Regions from separate parts of the Mus musculus genome. Here all the other regions are linked to region 1. The links are chromatin contacts, called in public HiChIP or PLAC-seq and promoter capture Hi-C maps. All regions are on one chromosome and are shown on one strand. The core of a region is the stretch at or near the end of the contact, and the rest is flanking DNA. Distances in the headings are between cores, read along the strand shown. Region 1 holds the start of Anapc5 (anaphase-promoting complex subunit 5). Region 2 holds the start of Vps29 (VPS29 retromer complex component). Region 3 holds the start of Fam216a (family with sequence similarity 216, member A). Region 4 holds the start of Psmd9 (proteasome (prosome, macropain) 26S subunit, non-ATPase, 9). Region 5 holds the start of Anapc7 (anaphase promoting complex subunit 7). Region 6 holds the start of Atp2a2 (ATPase, Ca++ transporting, cardiac muscle, slow twitch 2).

Region 1 (3,633 bases), core at 304-2,803:
AATCTTTTAAAAAACTTTAAAAAATAAAGAGCTATGAAAACTACTGAGAATGACTAATCACTGATAATATTTTTATTTTAAAATACTTATTTATTTTTATTTTATTTGTACGAGTACTTTGCCTGCATATATATCTCTGTACCACATGGCTGTCTGGTGCCCGCAGAAGCCAGAAGATACTGATGGACCATGTGGGTTCTGGGAACCAAACCCAATTTCTCTGCAAGAACAGCAAGTGCTCTAGTGCTCTTAACAACCGGGCTGTTTCTTCAGCCCTGATAATAATACTTTAAGCTCTAGAGAACTAAGTGTCTTGAGAAATACAGATAAGTAGAAGGGGCATTGTGAAAAGTCAGACTGAAAATACTGTAGACCGGGGGTTGGTTTTAAGAGCTTCATTTACCTGATGTTGGACTTTGTAGTGACTTAGGTGGGATACAGATATCCATTCACAAGAAGGTGGTCTTACCTTTTGTTTCACTATGGGTATCGCACTTGCAAACTGACACGTAGCTGCCTACAAATGGCATTTGTGAGATGTTGAAGAAAAACATGGGCTCTTGTCCTTACAAAAGGAGAATAAGGACAGGCATGGTGGCTCCCTACTGCTAGTAGGGAGGCAGAGGCAGGTTCTACAAAGGGCTGCATGGTGACACCTTGTATCAAAAAAATTTAATATGAGTGAAAAAAATGCTTTTTGTTTTTGTTTTTCTAGACAGGGTTTCTCTGTGTAGCCCTGGCTGTCCTGGAACTCACTCTGTAGACCAAGCTGGCCTTGAACTCAGAAAAGAAATCTGTCTGTCTCTGCCTCCCACGTTCTGGGATTAAAGTCGTGTGCCATCATTGCCTAGCGAAAAAAAAGTTTTTTGAGGCAGGGTCTTCTTAACTATGCAGACCTAGCTGGCCTGGAACTGGCTTTATAGACCAGGTTGGCCTCGAATTTATGGAGATGTGCTTGCCACTGCCTGTGCCTCCAGGTTGCTGGAGTAAGAGGCAGGGAGCTATCACATCTAGTATGCAAATATAATTTAAACATGCCAATTTAATCCCATTGCTTTTAAATACAATGATTTAAAAATGTCTTTTGGGCAGGGTAGATCATTCAAATCATCTCAGCTATTGTCGCGAGTTCAAGGCCAGTTTATGCTACTTAGTAAGTTTTTTTTTTTTTTTCTCCAAAAGGGGAGGAGCATCGCTTCAGCTGAAGGTCTTTGTTAAGAGAGCTTCCCTGGTATACACATATACAGGCGAGGTGTCTTGTTCAATTTCGTGTACCGCTAGAGGCAAAGATGCAATTAAATGGGGGCGAGAAGGAAGATCAAATTAAATAAATACACGCGTGGCCTGTAGTTCACGCTGTCTCTGATCAAAATCCCTGCGTCTTCCTCCCAGATCCCTGTCCACGTCGACTAGGAACCTGGTCGCCTTGGTTGAGCGTTTCTGTAGGGAACCGATTTGCCATAACACCATTTATGTCCCACCCCCTCCCCTACCCCCGCTCACTACAGGTTTGGCTGTTTTGATTGGCTGTCAGTCTTCCTTCTGGTCTTTGATTGGTCGAAGGCACCGCCGGGGTGGGAGAGGGACACTGAGGCCCCCGCTACTGTGGGAAACAGTCTTGGGCGGGTTAAGGTGCCGGGCGGCTGCAGCCATGGCGTAAAGGCGGCTCGTGGGCGCGGCGCGTGGCAGGCCTGGAGAGGGCCTGTCCTTGCCGGCGTCCACGAAGAGCCAGGACTTCAGCCCGATGATGACCAACGGGGTAGTGCACGCCAACTTGTTTGGCATCAAGGACTGGGTGACGCCCTATAAGATCGCCGTCCTGGTGCTGCTCAACGAGATGGGCCGCACGGGCGAGGGCGCCGTCAGCCTCGTGGAGCGGCGGAAGCTCAACCAGCTGCTCCTGCCCCTGCTGCAGGTGAGGGGCGCCCGCTCTTTCCCGCCCATTACCGCACGCGCGCGCGCGCTTCGCGTGGGCCCCGCCCTGAGCTGGAGGGCAGGGAAGGTCCAGCCCCGGGGGAGGGGCCCTGGGGGCGGGGCTTCATCTTGTCACTGAAAAAGAACACTAGCAACTGCATGATATTTCATCCTAAGCTAACCGGCATGGTTTAACTCTTTTCCTATAAATGATAAGTTTTGAGGGTTTTTTTTTTTGTTTTTGTTTTAACATATAGGTTCTTTTAGTTTGGTTTGTTTGTCTTTTTTTGTTTGTTTTTGGGTTTTTTTTGGTTTTTCGAGACAGGGTTTCTCTGTCCTGGAACTCACTTTGTAGTGGTTTGTTTTTCTTTTTTTCTAACTTGTTTATTTATTATATGTAAGTACACTGTAGTTGTCTTCAGACACCCCAGAAGAGGGGGTCAGATTTCATTACAGATGGTTGTGAGTCACCATGTGGTTGCTGGGATTTGAACTCAGGACCTTCAGAAGAGCAGTCAGTGCTCTTAACCGCTGAGCCATCTCACCAACCCGTGGTTTGTTTTTCAAGACAGGGTTTCTTTGTGTTGCCCTGGATGTCTTGGAACTCGCTCTGTAGACCAGGGTGGCCTCCAACTCAAGAGATCCCCCTGCCTTTGTCTCCTGAGTGCTGAGATTAGAGCTGTATACCCAGCCATACAGGCAATCTTAAAATAGTATATGTCAAATACAATTTCCCAAGAAGTCGAGTTGGGTTACCTACATCTAGAGTGGTGTAAACACTGACTTTCTAAAAATGGCCCCAGTGAGTAATTTTAAACCTTGTCTAGAGAAGGCTCTGCTTCTGGGTTAGCCTTCCTTCCCCAGTTCAGAAAACGATGAAATGTGTTTATACTCAGGAGAACTAGAGCACCCACCTTTGTATAGTGCTTCCCGGTGTGCAAAGCCTTTCACAGTCTCCCACTTAACTTTTCCACAGACAAAGGAGATAGTGATTATTAAGTCCATTTAACTGATGGAGACGGGCTCAGCGTTGCCTGTTAAGAGTAACAAAGGAAAGAGAGCCTTATCCTATAAATCCTGTTCATTTTTCTTTCTCCTTTTTTTTTTAATAGATTATTCCATTGACTAAAACCAATCTACAAATGTGAAGTATGTCTTCGTATTTTGCATAGTCAGGAAAATCCTGATTCCATGTGTCTCGTTTGGAATGATTGATAAATGACTCTTTTCAGTCGTTTCTCAGTCCGAAGCTCTTTGCCCGTTATCTCTAACCTTATTTTCTCCTTTACACAGGGCCCAGATATTACACTGTCAAAGCTGTACAAGCTAATTGAAGAATCGTGTCCTCAGCTGGCAAATTCAGTGCAGATCAGGTGAACTTTCTCTCTGCAAAGGGCTGGGTGAAGATTACCAAGGAGTGGGGAGCAGTTAAGTCTAAGATGATAGGGGCGTGGCTCTGTTGGTAACGTGCTTGCCTCTTGTGCACAAGGCCTGGGTTCCATGCCCAGCACTTTAAACTAGACATAGTGGTCCACAGCTGTAACCCATGCCTTTGGGGGCTAGAGGCAGGAAGAACAGAAGTTCAAAGTCCTCCTGGGCTACAAAGCAGTTCGGAAGTTAGCTGGGATACATGGGGGAACCAAAGTTATGATTATTAGAGGGGTTGTTCTAAGAGCTTTTATTTAGATGTTTTTTTAATGGATTGCATTAGAAGTTAGG
Region 2 (3,633 bases), core at 530-3,029, 470 kb after region 1:
TGGCACACTCCTTTAGTGCCCACTCTCAGGAGACAGAGGCAGGCAGATCTCTGATTTCCAGGCCAGTAGGGCTACATCGTTATAACCTGACTTAGGATGGAAGAGATGGCTCAGCAATTAAAAAGCACTTGCTGATCTTTGAAGGACCCGGATTTGGTTCCCAGTACCCGCGTGGCACCTCACAACTCCCTGTAACTCCAGTTCCGGGGGATCCGAAGCCCTCTGGTCTCCAGTAGCTCCTGAACTTGTTTGGTGCACATAAACTCATGTAGAGACACATACACAAAAATTCAAAATAAAAATTTAAAAGAAACGTGATGCCCAGCATAGCAACTGCCCTTAAACATAAGCGTTCACCCCTCAAAACGACTTCAGAGACATGAATATGCAATCATTCCAGCAAATTCTTCTTCCTTGCAAGTGTCTCCAAATTGCCATCAAAGAACTAGTCTACTTTAAACTGGAGTCTAAAGCAAAATAATTCTCTTTTAGATGCCAAAATCCAGTGAATTTAAGCATATACCTTTGGAACGGCTTATAAAGCCACCTTTTTTTTTTTCTTTTCCATTTTTTATTAGGTATTTATCTCATTTACATTTCCAATGCTATACCAAAAGGCCCCCGTAGCCACCCACCCCCACTCCCATACCCACCCACTCCCCCTTTTTGGCCCTAGCGTTCCCCTGTACTGGGGCATATAAAGTTTGCATGTCCAATGGGCCTCTCTTTCCAGTGATGGCCGACTAGGCCATCTTTTGATACATATGCAGCTAGAGTCAAGAGCTCCGGGGTACTGGTTAGTTCATAATGTTGTTCCACCTATAGGGTTGCAGATCCCTTTAGCTCCTTGGATACTTTCTCTAGCTCCTCCATTGGGAGCCCTGTGATCCATCCATTAGCTGACTGTGAGCATCCACTTCTGTGTTTGCTAGGCCACCTTTTTAAAAGGTTGTCTGCACAAGGATAATCTGTGAAAAACGCAACGCGTGCCCAGCAGCCAGTGAGGTGCCTTCACTTTAACCTTCATCAGGACAAACAGCAGTCCCCCCCCCCAACTTTAGAGAGCAAAGAGTGCCTTCGAAAATCGGATTACAAGGACGTGTCTGCACAGAAAAGTCGTAGGGACAGCAATCTATTGGGGGGGACGGGCCTAAAGGTCTGATGCAGACTGGGTAAGCTAAGGCTCTCCGAACAACCCCGCGCATCTCCGCAGGCTCCAAACGATCCCCACGACATCGCTCAATGGGGCCGCAGCGGCCACAGGAGACGAGCAGTCCCCTTTCCGGGTCCCCGTCCGGAGTGGCGGCCAGTGCGACGGCTACTTCGCGCTCTGCCCCGAGGCCGGCTACCCCCAGCAAGCCGGGAAGGACCAGGAGGGAAGAGACGTGCGGTCACACCGACTGCCGGAGCCGATCTCGTGACCGGGTCCGGCCGCCGGGTCCGCCTCGCACGCCCTCTGGCCGCTGGGGCGAGGGGGCGACATCAGGCCGAGCCGCACCCTCAACCAGCCGCGGTCCTCCCGTTCCAACTCCGCGGCCACCCGGATCCTCCTCGCGCCCCCACCCCACTCCCTCAACCGGACGCCGCAGCATCCCGGCCCCACCCGGGTAGCAGCCGCCGTGGGGCTCACCATCCTGTCACCAGGGCTCCGTTCAATCACCACGAACGCCGCCGCCCTCTTCCTCAGGCTCCTCGGTCGACCCGCCCACTTCTTCCGCCACCAATGAGACGCGAAGTTGGCAAGAGCCTGTCTTACGGGGGCCCGTAAGGGTCATTTCCCGTCAAGGGAAAAAAAAAAAAAACCCGGCGCTGCAAGAAATCGCTCGTGGGCGGGGCAAAGGAAAGGCTGAGCTCGCGGAAAGTGCGGGGGCAACATCCGGGCACCCGCGGCTGGCGCGCTTGCGCCCTCCATGCCTGCTCTGCCCGTAGCCATGCTGAAGTGCGGGATGACGGGCGGCCAGGTGAAAGGTGGAGCGGCCATTCTTGCTTTGCTACTTAGAAGAGGGAAAAGTCTAACGCCTCGTGCAGGGTTTATCCATCGTCTTCTTCGGCCTCCTCCGCCATTCTTCGCCACGACTGAAGCTGCCATAGCGCGCCTCGCGAGGGCCATGCTGGGCTTCGAAGAGCATGCCAGCCCCGTTCCATTTGATTTATGTCCAGGGTTTAATTCGGTGACCGAGAAAAGAATTGTGCCATTGGGCCTTAAACTCGGATTGAGGAGGGCTGATGTGGAGAGAATTCAAGGGGGGAAATAATACTTGACCAGCAAAAGTATTTTTGAGCTGTGGGAAAACCAACCTGCTGCTTTATTCGACATTCTGCCGGAGACATTTTTTTTATTGTTGTTGGGTTTTGTTTTTGTTTTAATATATAATCTCGAACAATCCTCTCTGTCCCTCAGTCGAAAAATGAGACTAATATTAGCCCCTTCGTTGATAGAGGTTGTTAGAAGCATGGGCTAAATAAAAAGTCCATGTAGTGAGATCAGAAATTAGAAAGACTGTGTGGAGAACTGTATAATACATAGCCTTATAAGGGGGGTGGGATGCTTGGGCTGGGGACCGGGTTTGTGTGTAGACAGACCAAAGAAGGGCCAGTGTACCATCCCCCTTCAGAGGTTGGGAGAACTCAAAATGAATGAGAGCATTAGCACGGAAATTGGCTTGCAGGAGAAATAATGTTGAATTTTATGTCGATGCATATTTATTGAAGTCTTACTGTGTATGTAGGTAAGGGTATACGGCATTTCCTAATGTAAATTAGTCTATAAAACGCTGTGTGGATCGGCTGAGTAGTTTAACTCCCAGGTGTATCTTGACCAAAAAGTTCAGTGTAATCACTTAACGGGAAATTGTTCGGACATATTCAGGAAAAAAGGATTTCAAACCACTGTTTCCAGCTCTGTGGCATCACATACAATTAGGACACCGTGTGGTGAATTCCTGTCATGGTGCCTCCTCTCATAGTGATGCACTTTGCTAAGGCTTGACACAGCATCAAAGTTGAGATCGTTATAGTCTAACAACATGTTAACCTAGCCTAGCATGTTGGAAGCCAAGATGCTCAATGCTGTTGTCGTATGGATAGCCCATGAATGGATGCAAGTGCTAACCACTTAGTTTCCAGCCTTTAGCCCAAGATCAAGCGTAGAGCAATTAGTAGAGCCAGGATGAAATGGGTTAGTCGGAAAAGGCCTTGAAGTTTCGGAAGGATGAAGTTTGCCAACAATTTTGGATAACTAGTGTTTTGATTGAGGAGTAGTCTTGTCTCTGTAAAACTAAAATCCCCTATTTCCATCTCAGGCAGTCTGACCCACAGGGCGCTAACACGCAACAGAAGAATCACTTGCATTTGACAGGCATGACTAAGTTGTTCAGTGGATCCCACCGTCCTTTCTGGTTTTCACTTGAGTCCTGTGCATACAAGAGTAGTCTTGTGGTTTGTCTTCACTGCTTGGGAAGAATGTGAACGCACCTTTCTTTTCCTCCATAGTATTTGGGAAAGCAGTACAAACGCTATCACGAGTGAGCGATGAGCTGTGGCTAGACCCATCCGAGAAAGGTGTAAGTTAAAAGGCCTGCTGTGTCGAAAACCAAACCAAAAAAAAAAAAAGCCAGGTGTGCCTCAAATCCC
Region 3 (3,633 bases), core at 404-2,903, 450 kb after region 1:
TTCTGCCGCCGGGTCCAGGTTGACCACCTGGACAGATCGGTTGAGGGCTTCACAGTGCTGAACCATGGTGGAACAGTAGGTGCTCTGTAACGTGACAAGGTGGGGGGTTAGCACCCAAGGCAGTAGCGTACCGCCCTCCACATGCCCAGACAATTCTCCCCTCTCTGAGCCAGTGTCCACCCAAGCCAAACTGCACCTCCAGGGAAACCCTGGGAAGGCGATGAGACCAGAGCTGCAGATCTAGATGCAGGGCGTGGGCTCAGGATGTTTCTTTAACACAGTCTACAAATTAACGTAGGTTACAGAAATGACCTCCTCCACGCTCCACGCTTCCTTTTGACAGCCTGTTCTCTCTACCTAGGACAGCCCCACCATACAGATGCACTGTAACTGACAGGTGAGCTGTGTACCTTCCAGATCAGATGACAGGCCCTGTGGAGTCACACAGCCATCTCTAGTACTCTGAATATTGTATTTATTAAATATTAAAATGATACAAACACCTCTATAGACTCTAGGCATCCCTCAAATGTCACCATTGCCGTTTCTACTGTGCTTAAGTGTCCTTAGCATCATTCTCTTAATATGTACACAAAGAAACACTGTATCACACAAAAAAAATAAATATAAAAACTAGAGCCAGGCAGTGGTGGCAGACGCCTTTAATCCCAGCACGTGGGAGGCTGAGGCAGGCGGATTTCTGAGTTCAAGGCCAGCCTGGTCTACAGAGTGAGTTCCAGGACAGCCAGGGCTACACAGAAAAACCCTGTCTCAAAGGAAAAAGAAAAAAATGCCCACAAACAGTGCATATCTACAAACTTATCTGAAACCCATACTCCAAACTTCTGAGAAAAAGGGAAGAAAAGACCCCATACTGGGTGCGTGGCAGGGGGCCTTGTCTGGAATTAGACAGGGGAAAAAAAACCAAAAAAACAAAAAGACCAACAACCCAGACTCAGATTCCGGGGCGGACCTAAGTAAGCGTATGATTTTGAACAAAATAAACCTTTCTGTGTTTGTAATCTGTAGAATGGGTATAGGATCAAGCACACAGAATGGATATGAAGACACCTGGAACGACCAGGGCAGTTCCTGGAGCAAAGGTGTCCTGCAGCTCTGTCTGGGTGCTGGACAGAACTGAAGTCTTTTGGGAGGACAGAACAAGCTCTTGAGCGCTCAGCCCTCTCTCAAGCCGCTCAAGAGCTATTAAAGCTGCTATCACTCCCAGACAAACAAAAAAAAAAAAAAAAGCAAGGTACAAGCAGAGAGCAGGAAGCCGTATACCCAGGGTTTCCCCGGAGCCCAGCCACCCACGCACCGCAGCTCCTCCAGGCTCACCTTCCCGCTGCCCGCGGGGCCCATGACGAGCTGCGCATATCGAGGCATGCCGCCTCTCCGGGGGTTTCACACACAGCCGACGGCCACACTCCCTTCAGCCTTCGCGCGACAGCCACGGCGTTCCGGGGAATGTGCGTAGGAGCCAATCGCAACCACAGATCGCTCGTTCAGCACGGGTATTTACTACACCATAGACTACGGAGCGTCCCCAGGGCCAAAATGCCTTCCGAAACGCGTGCCGTGCTCAGAGAGGAGGCGGGGACACGAGTTCGTTCACGCGTGCGCAGAGAGAGAAAGAGAAAGAGCCGAGAGCCGTTATCGGTTGGGCCTCCGGCGAAGGCGGTTGCCTAGGTGATAGCGGATCGCGAATTACGCTCCGCGCCCCCGGGCCGCAGCACCGGTGCTTGGGTTTGACACATAGGGTGACAACCGAAGGTCTGCAGGTCCTCTGAGGGTCTAGAATACTGAGGTGGATAAGGAATACTTGCTTTAGGGTGCGTGTGGATGGATTTGCCCTGACGCGTCCTTGTCAGCGAGAGATGCCCAGGCGCAGGAGCCTGGTTACCTGAGGTTCCTCCGCCCTCGGGTCTACAGCTCCAGGAACTCGGGTCTTCCTCCGCACCATCCGGCGGCCACTTGAGCAGGGTCGGAGTGGGGAGAGCCGGAGGCCGCCGACTCAGAGCCGGTGTGGTGCACGCGTGTGGACGGGATGCCGAGCCGTTGGCCCGGGGTCGCGGGGCCGCCCGCCTTGGCCCGGACGGAAGGCGGTGAAGGGTGAGGCGGCCTTGGGAACCCCTGCCGAGGAGGCGCGAGACGGGGGGGGGGGGGGGGGGGGGGGGAGCGGGCTCTAGCGGGGCTCGGCTGCCGAGGCGGCCTCGGAGCAGGACAGAGACTGAGCTTTCGGGCTCCTAACCTGGCGGGGAGCCGAGGGTCCAGCCGCCTCGGGCCTGGGAAGGTTTTAACTGTCCCCTAGATGGCTGAGGACAGTTGACTTCTGATATCACAGCTGGATGCCATGCTTCCCTGTCCCCCTCCTGGCCTCCTTCCTTAAAAAAATCAAGAGGCGGGATGACTGGGATCCAACTAGGCCCACAATCATGGCTCTTGTAGAATCTGAATCCGTGGCCATGAAATAAAAATATATTTATGTTTATTAAGTACATTATTATTAAATGTACATTTTATTGTAAATATATATTTGGTGCTAAGACTTTTTTTTTTTTTTCCCCGAGACAGGGTTTCTCTGTGTAGCCCTGGCTGTCCTGGAACTCACTGTAGACCAGGCTGGCCTGAACTCAGAAATCCACCTGCCTCTGCCTCCCGAGTGCTGGGATTAAAGGCGTGTGCCACCACTACCCGGCTACAGGAATCAATTTCATTTTTTGAAAAAAGTAAAAAGACCAGATCCATGATTGGAAACAATTAACAAACCAGCGTACTAGTTCCAGCACAACGTAATTGTTCTTTCCAGGACAGAAATTACTTCTATTAAAGAACAAGAAAGATATCATGTGGCTAAGTACAGGAACCAAGCAAACTACAGGCTTGATCTCACTGTAGAATTAGACTAGGACGCTATGAGACCAGATTTACCTAAGTCCTTTCTGGTAAAGTAAATATTAGACTAGGGATCCAGCTTGGTGGTAGTAGAGCACTTGTATAGTGTTGGTTAGCCCTGAGTTCTATCTCCCAGTAACATACACACACTCACACGTTCATCCTAGTATGCTAAAAATCTGACCACTCACTTAGAAAAAGCTGTATTCTTTTTTGTAGCCAATCTAGAGGAGAAACTTGGTAAGACATTGATGGAAACAGGAAAAAGTCAAGAGCGTGTGCAGCTGTCTCTGTTTTCAGACATCCAGTCCAGCTGGGAGTGGTGCCGCACGTCTTTAATCCCAGCACTCTGGAGGCAGAGGCAGGCGTATTTCTGAGTTCGAGGCCAGCCTGGTCTACAGAGTGAGTTCCAGGACAGCCAGGGCTACACAGGGAAACCCTGTCTTGAAAAAAAAAAACCCAAAACATTCAGTCCTCAGTGGCTATGAGGCTGCCAGATTACATTATGCGTGTTCTTTGCTAACAGATCAGCTGGACATTCTTATCCCCAGAATTCCAAGGGCACTGGCGAGCAGCATAAAGCAGGTAATGCATGTGGATTACAGATTTGAGAGAACCCAGGTTCCCTGTAACTAAGTACACAGTGCAGTGTTACCAATCGGCAAAATGGCACAGCAGCTAAGGACACTTGTGGTCAAGCTGGACGACCTGAGTTCAGTTCCCCCAGAACCCACCGGG
Region 4 (3,633 bases), core at 416-2,915, 410 kb before region 1:
CAAGCCGGAGGCCTGTGACTTTAAACAAGTGACTTCTCCTTTCATACACACACACAGATATATGTGTATACACACACACATATACATACATACATATACACATACATATATACACATATATGTGTATCCATACATACACAGATATATGTGTACACACACACACACACACACACACACACACGGGTTTTTGTGTTTTTTTTTCTTTAAAGAGATTTGTGTCTGTTTAAACGTCTCCACGGGCGTGTGAACTTACACAGTAGTAAATTCTGGATCTCAACTCCAGTCCTTATGATGGCCAGTGCCTTTAAACCACTGAGCCATCTCTCCAGCCCCTGACTCCGCCCCTTTGAGCTTCAGGGACACAAGTTAACAATACTGCTGTGACAGTTTCCTGGCACAGCACACATACAAGATAGTACCTTTCAGGCACATGGTCAGCACCTACCTGGCCTGTAGAACCTCTATATGACACCGTCATCTGGCACCCATCACCCAGATGTCATTGTGCCCAGCAATGAGTGTGATTTAGCCTCCCCTTCCTCTATACACTGACTTGGGGTTTTATGAAAAATATATCTGCTTAGGAGGTAAACAGATCACAGAGCCAACCATTCCCCCTTCCTAACTGGGCAAGCATTGGCTCCACTCTGGCCCTGTTTCCCCTTTTACAGTAAAGACAATGTGCTTAATCTGGCTCCACTTAAAAGAGCAATTAGCAGAGGTGAGGGTTTTCTTAAAATCCAGAGTCTTTTCCCTATCCCAATTAGAGTCTGCATTTCATTTTTACTTTTCTTTTTTGTTTTTTTTTTTTTTTTTTTTTTTTGGTTTTTTTTTGAGACAAGGTCTAATATAACCCAGGACAGCCTCGAGCTTACTATGTAGGCAAGAATAACCCTCAAGTCCTGATCCCCCTGCCTCCACTCTCTAAACGCTGGGCTTAAATAGGGATGCCTCCCCTGGCTACAACGTGCATTTTAACAAGATGCCCAATTAATTCTCCCAGTTGACATTTATAAAGTCCTAAAGAAAAGCGGGTGGCGAGGCCAAACCTGGTAATGTCACCTACAGAAAGTGACAGTAGCGATTATCACTATGCCTCAGCAAATAGTCTATCCTTGCGACCGAGGCAGTTTCACTAAGGCCTATATCATGGTTGCACAGGCCCGCGATTCCCGCACTCAGAAAGATGAAGCAGGAGGATCACGAGTTCGAAGCCAGCTTAGGGGCTGCGTTAAAAACAAACAAACAAAAAACTTTAAAATGCAAAGTTAATGCTTCCGAAAATGAAAATTAATCCCACGTAAAGAAAAAATGCTTAAAGGGGCGTGTGGCACGCAGCAAAGACCCCCTCTAGGACACTGCTTGGCAGCGACCCCGAGCCTCGTCCGCAGGCCTCCCCGCCACACTCACGCTCTCCAGGACGTCGTAATTAGCCTTGATCTCCGCCTCGATCTCCTCCTTGCGTCGCATCAGATCCTGGATGTCGCTGACCGCGGCCGCACGGGCCTCGGAGGACTCTGCCCGGTGCGGAACGTCTTCACCCGACATCGCGGACCTCAAGCTAGAGTTCTGGGTTTCCCGGCTACGGACGCCAGCCGAGGCTGAGGCTACGGGTCCTCCCCGGGGCCAAAACAGCTCAGCCAACGCGCAAGTACGGAAACAGATGAAGGGTGGAGCTTGGAAGTGGGCGGGGTCACCGGCTAGATAGACCACGTGGTTTTCAGATGACCCGGTAGAGATAAATAGGCCCATAGAGGACATAGGTATTTACTCCCACTTTATCCTGACTCATTTCCACTTTTCTTGTTCATTCCTTTCTTTTTCATTCTGTCCCCGTCCCTCCATCCGTCCGTTTCCCCACCCCCCCACCCCACCCCGTTTTTCAAGACAGGGTTTCTCTGTGTATCCCTGGCTGTCCTGGAACTCACTCTGTAGACCAGGCTGGCCTCAAACTCAGAAATCCTCCTGCCTCTGCTCCCAAGTGCTGGGATTAAAGCCACCACATCTGGCTTACACTTTTTTTCATTCACTCATCTGAAGGCTGAGTAAACTGGATACCAGCTGTATAAATGTAAGAGGATCCAGTCTTGCCAACCTTGACACTTCAGTTCTTAACATCTACGAAGCCCCTGAGTGTTTGAAAGAGGCTTTCAAGCGATTTGTTTTTTGTTTTCTGTTTCTTTTCTTTTTCTTTTTCCAGACAAGATTTACTGCATCTCAGGCAGGCCTCTAACTCATTGTGTAGATGAAGGCGACCTTGAAGCTCTCCCCAAGTTTTTAGAATATTCTATTTCTTATTGTCATGATCACAGACACCCTCTAACCCCCCACTCCCATTCTATCCATTTCGCACCTCCCTCAACCTATCCTCATCAAAACTTCAAGACCTTTTTTTTTTTCCTTCTTTATAACCTAGTGTGCCCAGTGCCTTTGAGCATCTGATACTCCATCTGCTCCCTCCACAGGCAGGGATTACAGGCATGTACCACCAGGTATGGTTTATGAAATATTGGGGATCAGGAACACTCTACCAACTCAGCTATATCCCCAGCCACTTTCGGGCTGGGGATCCTCATGGTACAACCTATGTTCAAAGTTGGACCATTAACACCGACTATATATATTCCATGTGACCTTAAATAATTTCACCTTCTGCTCTCTGACCTTATTGTGTGACACTAACAGTAATATCTCTCGCTCTTTTTTTTCATTTTTATTTACTAATTTATTCCCTTTGGATCCTGATCAGAGTACACACACCCTAGCAACGTGTCTCTTAAGGGTGTCCAAGTATTTATTGACTTTCACCTCTGTCACGAGGTGCTGGTGTAACAGGCCCCCAGACCTTAGTACAACCGACTCCATAAAGAAAGTACCACTCAGGCTGGAAAACACAGCACACAGACAGCACCACCTGCCAAAACTAAAACAAAGCCGGAAGCCATCCAAGTCCACAGCTGTGGGAAAGTCTCTCCATGCACGAACCTTGCTTTTTGGCTTCAGTGGTTGTGCTCCTGGCTAATTGCTCTTGTGAACTAAGGTATATCACCCCAGGACCCGGTTTTTGTGCTCAAAAAGCTTACCCTGAAAAAGGCTCAGTGCTCCACTGGGGTCCCAAACACTTAGTGTTGTACTGGCTCACTAATAAAGACTATCAGATTAAAACTCTATCTGAGCAGTCTCCTCTCATGAATTCCCCACAAGACTGAAGTGGTAAAGAATATGAAACTGTGTCAGGCCTCTATAAATGTAGGTAAACATAGAAACTGGGGTGTGGGGTAGAGAGATGGTTCAGAGGTTAAGAACATACTTAAAGCTCTTGCAGAGGGCCTGGGTTCCCAGTACTTACATGGAAGCTTACAACTGTCTGTTACTCTAGCTCCAGGGTCTCCAATGCCCTCACCTGACCTCCACAACCATCCAGCACGCACTTAGGACACATACGTATATGCAGGCAAAACACTTGCACACTGTCTTAGTTAAGGTTCTATTGCTGTGATAAAATAGCATGGCTGTGTTAGTCAAGGTTTCTATTCCTGCGCAAACATCATGACCAACAAGCAAAGTGGGGAGGAAAGGGTTTATTTAGCTTACACTTCCACAACAATGTTCATCACCAAAGTCAGGACTGGA
Region 5 (3,633 bases), core at 389-2,888, 400 kb after region 1:
TCACAACCACCCGTAATGAGATCTGATGCCCTCTTCTGGAGTGTCTGAAGACAGTTACAGTGTACTTACATATAATAAATAAAAATAAATAAATAAATAAAATCTTTAAAAAAAAAAAAAAAAAGAAGCTGGTGACCAAATGATGTGTGTGCCTAGTCGGTCCAAAGCACACTAATGAATTGGAGTGGGGGGTAGTGACTGAATTACAGGCCCCTCACAGCCCTTTGGCTGTCTCACTAGACTAGCCTCAGCCACGCCAAATGCAAATGTCTGCACGGAGTAGAAGGCTACTGTAATGTTCTTTGGAAGCACTAGACAGTGGTGGACTGAAATACAAACTATCTCCAATCATAGACAGATCCACTCGCTCCTCTATGTTCTCCAGGGTGTGATCTTGGTCGACCTACTGGACCTCCCTGTAATAAACACATTTCCTTAGCATTTTTTTTTGTTTTGTTTTGTTTTGAGACAAGGTTTCTCTGTGTAGCCCTGGCTGTCCTGGAACTCACTCTGTACACCAGGCTGGCCTCGAACTCAGAAATCCGCCTGCCTCTGCCTCCCAAGTGCTGGGACTAAAGGCATGCGCCACCACTGCCCGGCTCAGGCAGCGGTTCTAAAGTGAAGCCACCGGTGCCAATGCTTGCTCTGAGAGCGCTCGGGCAGGAGGAGAAATTAGAGAAAAGGAATGACTAGGTTGACTTGCGGAGCCACGTCGAAGAGTGAGCAATGATGGGGAAATTTTTAAGCAAGGCCCTTACAGGCAATTCAAGCCTACAACTGTCCCGGGCTTCCTTTGAGACGCAGTAAACCCGGCTAGATAGAACTGTCACTCCATCGGTAGTGTTTTGCCTAGCACGCCTGAAATCCCTGGTTCGATCCCCAAGGTCCACACGCACACTGAGAGCATGGTGGGGGTGTAAAACACCAGTTAACCCCCCCCCCCCAGCTTCTGGGAGGCGTAGGCAGGAGGGTAAGAAGGTCAAGGTCTTCCTTGACTACACACACACACACACACAGCCTGGGGCAGGCTAGCCTGGGCTACAGGAGACCCCTGTTTGTAAACACAACCACACAAAACCAGTCACTCCCCGGCGGCAATGTCGGGCCTTACATTAGACTGCCAGGGTTCCTTTTAAATTAAAAAAAGGCGCCACCGCGCCCGCCACCGATGCTCTCAGTCTCGGAAAGTGGGGTCCCCTCCCTCCGCTGGGGTGGCACCCCCACGGCTGACACTCGGTGGACTGGGTCCCCGGGACTCAGGGGACTTCGTCGTTCTGGAAGGAGCCAGAACTCCGAGGCCACCGAGGCCGGATCCCGCGCAGCCCTCCGCGGGACCACACCGTCCCCCCGCCACCGCCAACCCCGGCTCCCGGGACCGCCACCTCCCCGCCTCTCCAACTCACGGGTTGTTGTTACTCATGGTGAGCAGCAGGCTGCTGAGGAGCCGCACGTTGGAGTGCAGTCCCGCAGCCGCCATGTCCCGCACGTGGTCTATCACACTCATCCTGCCCGGCAACACCGTGGCCCCCGGCGACACCGCGGCACCGGCAGCGGCGGACAGAACTCCCGGGAACCGAGAGCAGAGGCTCGGGGAAAGTTCCAAAATGGAGACGGCGCCGGGGTCCTTCCGGTCCAGACGCGGCTCCGCCCCCCGAAGATGGAGGTAGCCACGGACGTGCCTGAGTAAAAAGAAGCAGCGGCGAAAGGGTTTTCTCCATCATCATCATCTTCAAAGCCATCCCAGTAGGAATCGTAGTTTTGCTGCGCTAAAGACAGCCTGAGAGGAATGGATGCCTCGCGGAGGCTAGTAACAATGCACAGGAGTTCATCCTAAACACAGCGGAGGCGGAAAACGGACAGTTAAAAATTGAATTTTCGAATCAGGCGCGCAAGGGCTGGCTTTCTCCAACTACGGGAGCGTCCTAGGCGAAGGTGGCACGCCCCCCTCTCCTGGCGACTCTTGTCCCTGTCACTGGGAATAGATTCCTTGGTGCAAGGCATGGCTTGCCCGTCCAAGTGACCCGCTAGATCCAAGTGCGAAGAAAAGATAGTTACAGGGATGAGCTGGATCTCTGATCGCCCCACTGTCAACATCTCAAGCCTTTACGAACTCGTTACTGCATTGCATATTCACAAATCGCAATGCTGAAGCCATTTCCATAGAGGGAGAGAGCCGCCTCAGAAATTAAAACTGCATGCTCTTGCAGGGGAATTCGGTTCCTAGCACCTACCTGGTGGCTCACAACAGTCTGAAAGGCCAGCTCCAGGGCATCCGACTCCTTCCTCTGGCGTCTATGGGCACATACATGCATGTGGTGCACAGACATACACACTCAGGCATGCAGATACTCATAAAAATACATTGAAACAAACAAACAAACAAACAACAACAACTTGGATCTGGAGAGATGGCTCAGTGGTTAAGAGCACCGACTGCTATACCAGAGATCCTGAGTTCAATTCTCAGCAACCGCATGGTTGCTCAAAACCACATTTAATGGGATCTGATGCCCTCTTCTGGTGTGTCTGAAGAGAGCAATGGTGTACTCATATTCAATAAATAAATAACAACGTTGGCAGGGGGTGGTTTAATTCTAGCACTTGGGAGTTGGGCCGATCTCTGTGAGTTAAAGATTAGCCTGGTTTATAGGGTGAGTTCCAGGACAGCTAGGGATACGCAGAGAAACCCTGTTTGAAAACGCTTAAAACAAACAAACAAACAAACAAACAAATAAGTACTTTGAATTGTCAGTCCTTCTTTGCCGACAAGGAAACCAAAACTTTCAAATGTTGAAGCTGGGCAGCCTGAGAGTAAAACCACTTATCAGCAAGGCTAGTTTTGTAAATTCAATCCCCTGTGTGGGAGGAGAGACCTGACTCCTTCACGTTGTCCTCTGAGACAGCCGCATGTGCCTCTCACTCGCACAAAATAAATAACTACATGCAATTAAAATGTAAACAACTGAAGCTGTTTGCTTAAATTTGAGATTCAAGGCCATTTTTTAAAAAAGATTTAGTTATTTATTTTATGTATATGAGTATACACTGTAGCTGTCTTCAGACACACCAGAAGATAGCATCAGATACCTTTATAGTTGGTTGTGAGCCACCATGTGGTTGCTGAGAAATGAGTTCCGGACCTTGGAAGAACAGCCAGTGCTCTTAACCACTCAACCATCTCACTAGCCTATGACAAAGACATCTTGACCCCACGTGAGGAGTGGGTGTGGCAGCAGTCCCAAGAAGGTGCCCAGGACTGCAGCTAAGTCTTATGACTTGCACCTGACTTCCTCATACACCTGAAAATAAGCCACAACCTTCATGAGAGCTGCGCAGGTGCACCAGGATACTGGCGAATCCATTTTGGTGGAGACATGCCCCTGCTGCCCTGATTGGCTGAAGCTGCGTGCCTGGTGAGGTGATATGGCCTGCTGTGAGTGGATGGGGACTGAGAGTATATAAGAGTGAGAGGCCCGGGGTTAGAGAGAGAGAGATAAAGTTGGGAGAGAAAAAGATGAAGAGAGAGAGAGGGAGACTGAAGTTTGCTGAATAAACTGCTGTTAGAAGGACTGGTGGTCGTGTCGTTCTTGTTGGTCGAGAGTGGACGTGACAATTGGTGGCCCATTCGGGGAA
Region 6 (3,633 bases), core at 312-2,811, 320 kb after region 1:
TCCACCTTGCTTCTAGGGAGTGCATTGCTATACACTAGAATTTTTGTTTGTTTGTTTCGTGTAGGGTTCTGTTGGTCCTGTTCCAAGTATCAATCAGAACTGCGTGCCAGCCTCCACTCCTTGGAAATAATTAAATGAAGTGACGTACTTGATTTTTTTTTTCAGTCGGGTAAAGCACCATGATTTGCATCTGCTGAAGGAATCTATCTTAAGTCTTGAGGCGGAGCCTTGTGGGACGTCTCAAGTGATTGGGGGGGGGGGGTGGCGTTGCTAAACACTCAAGAAGATGAAATGCTTTATTTTGCAATCTATGCCCTTCATGAAGCCGCATTTTGTGAAGATATTTGCAAATTCAATGCAAAGGGCCTCCTCCCTGTTAAGTATGGCTTCCCACATTCCTCTGCTTTTTAAATTTATTTTGTATGTTTTAGACAAGGTCCAACGTGGAAGACTGCTCCTAAACTCCTTCAGTGTCTGTCCATGACCTTGAACTCTTGATCCCGTGGCTTCCACTTCTGTTCGTGGGATCACAGGCGGGCTCCGTATAGCCTCTTTATATTGGCAAAATTACCTTGCATGCTAGGCTCTGTACAGACCTCACAGAAACAACAGATGATCTGTGGTTTAAGAATAGATTTGGGATTGAAGGCTCCTTCTCTCGCATTGGGGGAAGTGGAAGTCTTATATAGCAGCCATCATTTGGAAGCCAAAGCCAAGCCACCTAGCATAGCTGCTACAGCATAACCTGTGACTTCTATGCAGACGTGTGTCAAAGGCTGTGTGAGCTACTAAAAACGAAATAAAACTTCCTCCTTCCTCCCCCAAGAGTGGGATTCCCTGTCGGGGCACAGAACCCGCAGGGGAAGGAAGGGCTGGTGTTGGCGTGCGATGGAGATGAGGCTTTCGGCTGGGGGTGTGGGATGCGGTGTTCCCGAGGCGACAGATGAGCGCTTTTGGCTGTGTGGGAAGGGAACTGCGGAATTCCTCCCCTTGGTTGCTGAGGGGGGCTCTGAAGGAGACATTAGGATGCAGAGCACGGCTCGCGCTGCCCAGGACGCGGAGGCAAGCCAAGGACACCAGTGCGAGCGCGCCTCGGCCCCCCTGCGTTCCCGAGCCTCCCTGCCAATGCGCGGTCCCAGCCAGTCCCCAACCTCAGCGGCAGGGCAACCAGCACAGAGCGCCCACCCGTGAACTCCGCGCTCTATCCCCGCGCGCGGTCGATACGGGAAAAGCCGTGGCCCCGGAAAAGTCAGGCTCACCCTCCGCCCGCGCCGGTGGCCGCAGCGCATCGAGCACAGCGTGGACGCAGAGGTGGCCCTGGCCCCGTGCGCGCGCACAGGCGCCGCGCGCGGCCTCGATCCGGGTTCCTGGGGGGCGGCGCGCGGGAGGAGGCGGGGCCTGCTGGCGGCGTGGGCGCGCGGTGCGCGCGCGCGGGAGGGCGCCGGAGGAGGGGGCGGGGCCGCGCCGCCCGCGCCGCGCTGGGGGCTCTCTCGGCCAATGAGCGGCGTCCACATGCCGCGGCGGCGGCGAGAGGGGAGGCAGCGGCGGATAAATGCTATTAGAGCAGCCTCCGCGGAGCCGTCCCCGACGCCGCCACCTCCCGTCTCCTCCGCCGCAGTTCCCTCCGCCGCCGCTGTCGGGGGTGCAGAGCTGAGGGGCTCGGGCCGGCGCGCCGCGCAGCTCCTCTCCCGTCGCCTGCCTCGCGGTTCCCGGCGCCGAGGGCTCGGCCCGGCGCCGCTCCTCATCTGCGCCCCGTCTCCTCGGCGCAGCGCCCGGGGCCTGCGCTGCCCGCGGCCGGCTGGCAGCTGCTGAAGCGACCCACACTCGCGGCGGGGCGGGAGGCTCGCAGTCCCTCGGGCGGGCTCGGCGAGGCCGGGCCGCGTGCGGCGGTTTCTGGGGGAGGGGGCTCGGGTGATTCAGCGCCCCGGTCAGGCGGAAGCGGCCGCCGCCGCCGCGGAGGAGGAGGAGGAGAAGAAAAAGGAGGGGACAGCTGTCCGCGCCCGGGCGCCCGCGGTGGCACGAGCCCGCGGCCGGAGTGCGAGGCGGTAGGCGAGGAGGCCGCGGGGACGCGAGGCGAGGCCGGCCGGGGCCCCCGCAGCCATGGAGAACGCTCACACAAAGACCGTGGAGGAGGTGCTGGGCCACTTCGGGGTCAACGAGAGCACGGGGCTGAGCTTGGAGCAGGTCAAGAAGCTCAAGGAGAGATGGGGCTCCAACGGTAGGTGCGGGGCGCCGGGGCTGCAGCGGCGCGGCGCGGGCCCGAGCGCCAAGGAAGATGGCTGACCCGGCTCCACCTCGTGGGGCTTGGCTCGGCGCGGCGCCCGACGGCTGCGAGAGGCCGGGCGGTCCACGCGCGGGTCTGGGCCATCGCCGACCTCTAGGGGTCTCGAGCCGGTGACCTTCCCGGCCGGCGCTCAGCGAGTCGGATTGGGGGGGGGGGAGAGGGAGTGGGAAGGAGGGAGGAGGTTCCTGCGGCTGGGCTGAGTCCCCCGCGGATTTATGAGGCGTCGATGTTGTTGAGAAACCCTCGGACCGTTTCTTGTGCTCCCCAAAGTTGCACATCTGGCAGAAGTGATGACCCAGCTGAAATGACTGCATGGTCCTGGAGGCCGGAGAGGGCTTACGGGCAGTTCCGAGGCCACTGATTACCAGGGCTGAATAATTTTCTCGGGGTATCAAAGTGGAGACAGATTGTTGTACGTTCATACACCTATATCCGCCATTCAGACAACGATGGTGGTGAATTTAGCAGTTTTTAATAAAAGCGCTAATACAATATCTTCATTTTTCTTTCTGCTTTCCTCCTGACACGTTGCTGTCGAATTTCGGCCTTCTAGAATTGCCGGCTGAAGAAGGTAAATAATATTAACATGTTATTTTGGAGAGATGATGTGTGCAGGCTGATTGATGTGGACAATTGAAACAAATGGTTTGTTTTTTTTTTTTTTTTTTTTCCTTTCCTTTTCTAACAGGAAAAACCTTGCTGGAACTTGTGATTGAGCAGTTTGAAGACTTACTAGTTAGAATTTTACTGCTGGCAGCATGTATATCTTTCGTAAGTATTTAAAAAATTATTTTGTCTCCCCATAAAAGTTGAAAGAATTTCGTTGGGACACCAGAAAATAAATAATTACCATTGAGTTTCCGTGTTTAAAAACAAACAAACAAAATAACTCAAGAATTAGAGGGGGGAAAATGATAGAAGCTGTTTTGCTTAGGTTACAGTGCAGTGAGAGGTGACCCCTGACTGCGCAGGGTCTCTGGAATTCTTGTGTCTCACCAGTTTTTAGTATCAGAAAGTTCCTCACTCTAAGTCCTTTTCTGTTGGGGTTCTTCCATTTGTTATCATGTTGTAAGATCACACTACGATGATGTTGGGCACTCTGTAAATAGATCGTACAAAAGGAATATTCCAGTTGCTTTGCCTTCCTGGTGGTGGCAAGGTGACAGTTGTTCCTGACAGTGACAAGAATGATGACGGCAGTGATGGCACCACTGTTGACCAAATTTGGTCACTGACCTCTAGGGTGGCATCTAACCTGGACCCCTGTCTTGAGTGATTCCTAGAGTAAGAGAGCAAAGTTCAGTATTCTTGGTTCTAAATATTAAAGAGGGAATAAAGGTGAAGGTGGG

Evidence for each region. HiChIP or PLAC-seq counts read pairs in DNA pulled down with a chosen protein or histone mark. Capture Hi-C pulls out chosen DNA fragments and counts their contacts.
Region 2: a promoter capture Hi-C map of pancreatic islet shows a contact between it and region 1. The contact joins the promoter of Vps29 here to the promoter of Anapc5 in region 1. A contact is called at or near these places in 5 of 39 promoter capture datasets (3T3-L1-derived adipocytes, cranial neural crest, embryonic stem cells and 2 more), 2 of 115 datasets of contacts at active chromatin or transcription factors (bone marrow-derived macrophages and memory CD8 T cells) and 1 of 9 other capture datasets (pancreatic islet).
Region 3: a contact with region 1 is called in an HNF4G HiChIP or PLAC-seq map of pancreatic cancer cells. The contact joins the promoter of Fam216a here to the promoter of Anapc5 in region 1. A contact is called at or near these places in 4 of 39 promoter capture datasets (3T3-L1-derived adipocytes, cranial neural crest, embryonic stem cells and 1 more), 1 of 484 Hi-C or Micro-C datasets (cortical neurons) and 5 of 115 datasets of contacts at active chromatin or transcription factors (bone marrow-derived macrophages, embryonic forebrain, embryonic stem cells and 2 more).
Region 4: a FOXA1 HiChIP or PLAC-seq map of pancreatic cancer cells shows a contact between it and region 1. The contact joins the promoter of Psmd9 here to the promoter of Anapc5 in region 1. A contact is called at or near these places in 1 of 39 promoter capture datasets (hippocampal neurons), 2 of 115 datasets of contacts at active chromatin or transcription factors (memory CD8 T cells and pancreatic cancer cells) and 1 of 9 other capture datasets (pancreatic islet).
Region 5: a contact with region 1 is called in an H3K27ac HiChIP or PLAC-seq map of embryonic stem cells, with 3 times the contacts expected there. The contact joins the promoter of Anapc7 here to the promoter of Anapc5 in region 1. A contact is called at or near these places in 6 of 39 promoter capture datasets (embryonic stem cells, erythroid cells, hippocampal neurons and 2 more), 1 of 15 datasets of contacts at CTCF or cohesin (the NIH/3T3 cell line), 1 of 484 Hi-C or Micro-C datasets (embryonic stem cells) and 8 of 115 datasets of contacts at active chromatin or transcription factors (the NIH/3T3 cell line, astrocytes, cardiomyocytes and 4 more).
Region 6: a contact with region 1 is called in an H3K27ac HiChIP or PLAC-seq map of microglia, with 9 times the contacts expected there. The contact joins the promoter of Atp2a2 here to the promoter of Anapc5 in region 1. A contact is called at or near these places in 11 of 39 promoter capture datasets (the HPC-7 cell line, HPC-7-derived erythroid cells, cranial neural crest and 6 more), 1 of 15 datasets of contacts at CTCF or cohesin (the NIH/3T3 cell line), 3 of 484 Hi-C or Micro-C datasets (all in embryonic stem cells), 3 of 115 datasets of contacts at active chromatin or transcription factors (effector CD8 T cells, large pre-B cells and microglia) and 2 of 9 other capture datasets (liver and pancreatic islet).

Annotation. Positions count from the first base shown.
Region 1 is chr5:122,819,262-122,822,894 of GRCm38.p6, reverse strand. It overlaps Anapc5 (anaphase-promoting complex subunit 5), which reads left to right and starts at 1,553. Exons shown (of 17, transcript NM_021505.3): 1 at 1,553-1,915; 2 at 3,208-3,287. The coding sequence starts at 1,745.
Region 2 is chr5:122,352,474-122,356,106 of GRCm38.p6, reverse strand. Vps29 (VPS29 retromer complex component) reads right to left here and starts at 1,779. Exons shown (of 4, transcript NM_019780.2): 1 at 1,631-1,779. The coding sequence starts at 1,633. Rad9b (RAD9 checkpoint clamp component B) reads left to right here and starts at 1,902. Exons shown (of 13, transcript NM_001382853.1): 1 at 1,902-1,968; 2 at 3,493-3,563. The coding sequence starts at 1,932.
Region 3 is chr5:122,370,362-122,373,994 of GRCm38.p6, reverse strand. It overlaps Fam216a (family with sequence similarity 216, member A), which reads left to right and starts at 1,653. Exons shown (of 7, transcript NM_026883.4): 1 at 1,653-2,112; 2 at 3,422-3,480. The coding sequence starts at 2,048. Gpn3 (GPN-loop GTPase 3) reads right to left here and starts at 1,487. Exons shown (of 8, transcript NM_024216.2): 1 at 1,339-1,487; 2 at 1-84. The coding sequence starts at 1,386.
Region 4 is chr5:123,226,222-123,229,854 of GRCm38.p6, reverse strand. Psmd9 (proteasome (prosome, macropain) 26S subunit, non-ATPase, 9) reads right to left here and starts at 1,665. Exons shown (of 6, transcript NM_026000.2): 1 at 1,411-1,665. The coding sequence starts at 1,548.
Region 5 is chr5:122,420,449-122,424,081 of GRCm38.p6, reverse strand. Anapc7 (anaphase promoting complex subunit 7) reads right to left here and starts at 1,638. Exons shown (of 11, transcript NM_019805.4): 1 at 1,404-1,638. The coding sequence starts at 1,504.
Region 6 is chr5:122,500,153-122,503,785 of GRCm38.p6, reverse strand. It overlaps Atp2a2 (ATPase, Ca++ transporting, cardiac muscle, slow twitch 2), which reads left to right and starts at 1,561. Exons shown (of 20, transcript NM_001110140.3): 1 at 1,561-2,218; 2 at 2,838-2,855; 3 at 2,973-3,055. The coding sequence starts at 2,101.